Regions from separate parts of the Mus musculus genome. Here region 1 is linked to region 2. The links are chromatin contacts, called in public HiChIP or PLAC-seq maps. All regions are on one chromosome and are shown on one strand. Each heading gives the region's core, a stretch centred on a gene start, on an enhancer-like site or on the middle of the called end of the contact. The rest is flanking DNA. Distances are from core to core; before and after follow the strand shown. Region 1 holds the start of Wnt4 (wingless-type MMTV integration site family, member 4). Region 2 has its middle 10 kb from the start of Gm13001.

Evidence for each region. HiChIP or PLAC-seq counts read pairs in DNA pulled down with a chosen protein or histone mark.
Region 1: a contact with region 2 is called in an H3K4me3 HiChIP or PLAC-seq map of embryonic limb bud, with 6 times the contacts expected there. The contact joins the promoter of Wnt4 here to the enhancer-like site in region 2. A contact is called at or near these places in 16 of 39 promoter capture datasets (3T3-L1-derived adipocytes, the C10 cell line, the HPC-7 cell line and 10 more), 2 of 484 Hi-C or Micro-C datasets (embryonic fibroblasts and uterus) and 16 of 115 datasets of contacts at active chromatin or transcription factors (craniofacial prominence, embryonic basal ganglia, embryonic forebrain and 10 more).

Annotation. Positions count from the first base shown.
Region 1 is chr4:137,275,912-137,278,982 of GRCm38.p6, reverse strand. Wnt4 (wingless-type MMTV integration site family, member 4) reads right to left here and starts at 1,348. Exons shown (of 5, transcript NM_009523.2): 1 at 1,227-1,348. The coding sequence starts at 1,303.
Region 2 is chr4:137,126,584-137,129,807 of GRCm38.p6, reverse strand. No RefSeq gene overlaps it. Among named protein-coding and RNA genes, the nearest start is that of Gm13001, 10 kb to the right of the region's middle. Within about 2 kb of position 1,452, at least 27 of the 459 cell types and tissues checked have an H3K27ac peak or open chromatin away from gene starts, as enhancers often do. A contact at or near this core is called in embryonic forebrain and embryonic limb bud, where this site is marked.

The sequences.
Region 1 (3,071 bases), core at 99-2,598, 150 kb before region 2:
TGTCCACTCTGCCACTGCCCCTGAAGTGTTAATCAAATTAAGAATCCAGGAAAAACAATGCAGCCACTTTGGGCCTCAGAGGAATTGCGAGCTCTCGGAACAGCTGGGAGAATTCCACATCACCTCAGTCTCCCAAGCTCTGGGTGGCTCTGACCCCAACGAACACACTCCTTTCCAGTCTCCAGGGCCCTGGCTGGCCACAATGACCTCATAGCAACAGCCATTGGACACTCAGGGCAATTTCATGGGAGATATTTGTTCTTTGGTCTTGATGCAGAGAGAATTTTTCCTTTCCCACTGTCTCCATGGAAACCCCAGCTACACTGTTGGCTATCCCCCCTTCCCACCTCATGCTTTTCAGATCAATACAGGAGCTTGGCTCCCCACTGGCTGCCCACAGTGGAAGGCTGCAGAGCTCTGGGCAGGAGAAGTTGGGGCCAGGGTTAAGCCTGGGCCATAGGAAGTGCCACTGAGGAGGGATGAAGGAGTCTAAAAGCTGGTTCCTTGTTCTCTTAGTCACTAGCTCTTTAGCTCGCCTTCCCAGGGATCCTCCCGAGCGCAGACCCAGTCAGGGAGAGACACACAGGTCACCAGTGGTTACCACCCCCTTCCTTCTTAGGCAAGACCCTTAGAGGTGGATGGGGGTTGTCGCCTTCTTTATTAAAGGTTGGGAGAAGTTTCTTCCTGCCTCAGGGAACAGCGAGGAGCAGCCAGAGCCAGCCTGCGGGCTCTCAGAGGCTCGGCGCCCCGGTCCTGGACTTCTATGTTTGGCTCCCGCCCCCCAAGCAGAAACAGGTCTCTGCACGCCTCCAGCTCAGCCCGCAGCGCGGCGCGGCGCAGCGCAGCGCGAGGAGCTCGCGCCCAGACTCCTCGCGGTTAACCTGCTATTATGCTCGGGACGCTTTCCCTCGGAGACCTGTCAGCCCGCCGGTTTGCGCCTCGCTCCGTTCCCGGGCCACCGCCCCGCGCTCGCACCCCCGCGCGCCCTCGAGCACCCAAAGGAGCCTCCCGGTGCAGACGCACTGCCAGCCCTGCTACCCCGAGCCGGACTGGGGCAGCAGGGGTCCCGGGACCTCCAGAGGGAAGACCGGACAGTGGTGGTGGCCGGCAGGAGGAACCGGCGGGAGCGCGATCCTCGGGTCCCACGGCTGAGACACCTGCCGGGAGCCCCCTGCGCCTGTGGCCCCGGGACCCGCCCCGCCCGCCCGGTCCCCGGCCCGACTTACAGCCAATTGCTCGCGGCGGCCGAGAACACGGCGAAGACGAGGAGTCGCAGGGACCGCAGGCACGAACGGGGGCTCATGGTGCCGTGCGCGCCCAGCCCGGGGCAGCGGCCGCAAGGCTCCCGTCGGGGCGGCAGGTGGGCGCCGCGCGGACGGGCTGGGGCGCCGGGCCGGGGCGCGCGGCGGGGCTCAGCCTCCGAGCAGCCGGCCGCGCCGCCCGCTGCTGCGCCCGCTGCCCGGCGGACCCGACTGTCAGCGCCGCCCCAGAGCCGGGATGCGGCGGTGGCGGCGGAGGCGGGCGGGCGGCCGGCGGGGCGGGCCGGGGGCGGGCCGAGGATGGGGTTACCTGGGCGGGTCCAGCGGCGTGGGACAACCCCCCCCCCACGGGGGCGGTCCTGAGCCCGCGGGACTGGGCTTCTCCTGGGGGGCCTCCCCGGCCCGGCGCCCGGACGCGCTCGGAGCCTCAGCCCCGCTGCTGCAGGCACGCTTGGCCGCACGCCGCCCAGTTGGGCCGAGCTAGAGGCGCGGCGACCCAGCTGCTGGGTCCCCGCCCGGGGCCTTAGGGACGAGCGGGCACAGCTCCCCCAGCCCGCCGCTGCGGGCACTGCAGCGCCGCCCTGGCCGCGCCCCGCGGCCCCCCGCCGGCGCCTGGGAGCCGGGATCCCCGGCCGACCCCGGCGGAGCCACCGGAGCGAGAGCGGCTGCTACTCGCGCGCACCCAGTCGCTCGCGCTCAGGGCGCACCAGGCTGGGGTGCCGCCCGGCTGTCCCCACCGGACCCCTCCCCGCCCTCAGGCCCCCGCGTTCTGTGGTCCGGCCCCTCCCTAGCACTCACCTCCCTCCAGCCTTCCCGGAGCTGGACAGGGGCCTCTCTACTTCGGGCAGCTTGGGACAGTGGCCTGAGACTCCGGGAATCCGAAACCTCGCTTCTGGATCGCCCTGAGTTCTGGCGCGCTCCAGGCAGCGAGGTTTTGAGCGAACCCCTTGCCTTTCTGTGTAGACCTTCTGCTTAGGAACTGGAAGGCTGTGGAGGCTTCCTTTTAGCACAGGAACCAATCTTTGCTGTCTGCTTGGGTTTCTGTTCGATTCTTTTATTACTTCTCCCACGTCAGGCAGATTCAACCCTTAGCTTGGTGTCTGGCACAGAGTGGGTGGGTGACACGTTTGTGGAGTGAATGAATGGAGTGGAGATATTGCTTAAAAACCCATGCCTGGCTGGTGCTGAAGCTCAATTCCGTGTTAATAGTTACTTGCCATGGCTGGGCCACACCCTCTCCAGGTCACTGATAGAGCCCAGACTCTGGCCCTGCCTGAGGCTACATCCCACTGAGCTAGAGGAACTCTGTCTAAACAGGACACGAAAGCCCAGAGACCCTACTCAATCTCACTAAAAGCAAGGGGGAGAGAAAATGACCTGGCCTCTGCCCTTCCAGAACCAACTGTTTTCTCTATGTGAGTTTGGCTGCCCACCCCCACCATGGCCACGTTTGACTCCAGTTGTCTGGGTTAACCCAGGAGAGACTTGATAAGCGTTTGGCATGGAGGCTGAGCAGAAGGTGGTAGGGATCCGTGGAGCCCCGGCAAAAGTGCAGATGTGAGTTCATGTACCACATGTCTAAATATTTGCAGGTGATAAATCAAGCTAACAAAACGAGGAATAAAATATGTCCTAGCCAGCTCTCAAAAAAACACGCTTTCATAATAACATGCAGAACTGCTCTGAGTGTGAGCTTCTCACACTGCCTGGGTCCCGCATATGCATGGTGCAGCAATGAAGTGCACAGAGAGTGACCCTGGTGCCTGGTCCTGACTCTCACCTTTTCCCACTTCTGCCTTTCTTGCCCTTTAC
Region 2 (3,224 bases), core at 203-2,702:
AAGACCCCAAATCATACCTATGGCTTCCTGAAGGCCCCCCTCCCCAGGATGTGGGTGAATTGGGGTCGGTTACCCCTCCTGGAATCCTTATGTTGAAGGCAAGACACGCTCCTGTGTTATGGGATCTTGCCCTTGGGCTAGCTTACCCAGTCCCCTGGGGGCCAGGTCCTTGTCATACTTACTGGCTGTGCCCTGTGACCCAGCAGCGGGTGGAGGATTCCTGGTCCCTTGACCTCATCTTCAGTGGCCAGCAAGCACTCTGTTTTGTACCTCAGCTAGCAGAGCTGGGGAAAGGGAAGGGGCACTGAAGGTAGGCCAGGGTGAGCTGAGGGAAGAGGGGGGCCTCAGTTCCTGGTTGACACTGCAGGAGCGAGCTTCTTCTTGTGGTAGCCTTGGTCACAGGCCTGTGAACAGGCCTGAAGGTGAAGAACCTTGGGAAGAGCTGTGCCCCTCAGAAAAGCTGTGCAGCAGGCAGAGGTCCCCCGACCCTGACCACCCCCACACACTGCATTTTCTCACCCCAACCTCCCAGGCTGAAGCCCCCAGCTCTGTAAGCTTCTGAAACAGGTCTCCACAAAACCCCCCTTGGGAGCCTCAGCTATGTGTGTACACAGTAGGGTCTTTACTAGATCATTGACCACGGTATCTGAATCCTCTCTGATAGAGAACCTTCACAGCCACCCTTAAAAGCAAGCAGCATCGGCCCCATCTCACAGATGAGAACCCTGGGGTTTGAGGAGGTAGGGAATCCGGTTTTTCCCTGTGTGAGAGAACTGTCTGCAGCCCACACCTTCTGACCGCAGGCCTGGCGGCATGCATTGACTTCTATTGTCCTCTCTTGTCCAGGTGAGCTTGTTCAGTCTTGTATGATGTGTCCCTACACCCCGTAAATGGCTGTTTGAAGAACTGAGTGTCTAAGGAAAGGGTTCCCTGGAAGATGGTGGAGACCTTCCTATTCATGGCCACCTTGGATCAGACATCCTCTTTCCAAGGCACAGTCTGGATCTCCGAGTAGGCTCTTTCCACCTACAGTGATAGCCTGGATATCATGTCCACCTCCTGCCCATGCTAACTTTCTGTGGCCCTCTCCAGTCTATATGTGCCTTTCCCTTCCCCACATCTCACTTCCTAGACGAGGAAACTGAGGCCCAGAGAAAGAAGCAGCTGACCCAGTCACAGACTCAGAGTTCAAGCAAGAGCCAGGTTGCGGGGCTTTGGGCTTGCTTGTGGCTTGGAGTCCTGGGACCACCTGTCCCTACTACCCAAGCTCTGGCCCCTGGGCCCGACTGGGAATGTTCTTGCGAGGCCTCTGCCCATGTCAAGGCTGTGGTAAGTGTTTTATTGTTTGCCCGAAGAGGTGTGAATGAAGTAACGGGCCTTCTCCAGCACTCCATCTGTCTCGGGCTGACAGGCGTGCTCTGAGCCGGGGCCCGCTCTGTAAACGCTGTCACCCTGCCATCGCAAGCAGGCAGCTTCCTCCGGGAAACCTTAATCGGGGGCCTCCCGCACCCACAGCTGGCCCTGTCCACAGCTCATAAATCACCACCGCCTTCCCGGAAAGCTGAGGGAGACAAAGAGGGTGATGGGGACAGACAGGGCTGGCAAGCAAGGGAGGACAGGCAGGTGAAGAGAAAGAGATGATGCCACTGGACAGACAGACAGACCGGGAAGGAAGAAAGCCGAGAGGAGGAGAGGGTGGGAGAGGCCAAGTGGGCAGGTGTTTGGGAAAGGCAAAGATGGAGAATAGTGAGACTCAGTAAGAGGCTGCAGCCGAGGTTGCAACAGATGAGACAGAGAGGAGGGAGACACTGAAGGACAAAGGGACAGAGGAGAGGAGCAGGGTGTCAAGGGGAAGAGGCGAAAGGAGGGATAGGTTACCGAAGCAGGCAGCAGGGACAGGCACAGTTCCCAGCCCAGGAGAGCAGAGGTGGTGAGGCCGTAGCCTCCTGCCTGCACCCACAGACCTCCACCCGGACCTATGCTCACCCTGCAAGGGCACAGTGGTCCTCAGAGGGCAGGAGATTCACCCAGCCAACACAGAACATCTGAGCCTGGGAGCCACAGCATGCATGGCCTCATATCTCCCTTTGTGTGCACATATGAATACCTGCAGGGGAGCCTCAGAGATGATGCCTTAGAGATGAAGCCATGGGGGAGCCTTCCCAAACCCACAGGGCCTAAATCATTATTCAAGTCAGCATGTGGTGTGTATGTGTGTGAGAGAGAGAGAGAGAGAGAGAGAGAGAGAGAGAGAGAGAGAGAAAGAGAGAGAAAAAACGTGTGTGTGTGATGTGTGTGTATGTATGTGTGATGTATATGAGTGTGTGAATAGTCTGTAGTGTGTATGTGGTACATGAATGTGTGTGTAAGTGTATGAGTGCTTATGAGTGTGTGTAAGCGTAGTGTATGTGAATGTGTGTGGTATGTATATGCGTGTGTGTGTGAGAGTGTGGTATGTGTGAGTGTAGTATGAATGTGATGTGTATGAGTGTATGAGTGTGTGTGTAAATGAGTATAAATGAGTGTGTGAGTGGTGTGTGTGTTTGTATGTGTTGTGTGTGTATGACTGTGAGTGTGTATGAGTGTGCGTATTTATGAATGTATGTGAGTGGTGTGTGTGTGTGTGTGTGTGTGTGTGTGTGTGTGAGGGGAGGCCCCGGGGAGAGGGACTGGTGTGTAGGACAGAGGACCTCTATTGCACTCCACTCTGCTCTTTGAGTCCAGGTCTCTCACTTACCACAGAACTCATCTGGACTGTGTTAAGAGTTCCGCTGGATTGGCTAGAGAGCTCTACGGCGCTTATTGCCATGCTTCGATTTTTACATGGATGCCGGGGAATTGAACTCAGGTCCTCAAGCCACACAGGAGACGGTTCACTGACTGGGCCATCTCCCTGGCCCCAGCTTTTTTTTTTTTTTAAATCATTTTCTTACCAAGCTCTGCCATTCTGGCCTTTCGGGCTACACTGAGACACAGTCAACCTCGAGCACAGTAGACATGTGTGCTTGCGATACTACAGAGGAGCCTACACAGGGACACAGCGGGGCTCACTGATTTATGAAGATCTTCAGCGAGACCTCACATGGGGGGTGGTGCGGGAACCTCTGAGCAAAGACCTGGAATGAGTGAGGGAGCAGACAACCATGGGCACTGGAAATGTCATAAGCTAAGACCCCAGGGCAGGACTGTGCCTGAAGACCAGGAAGACAGACAACATCTGGAGT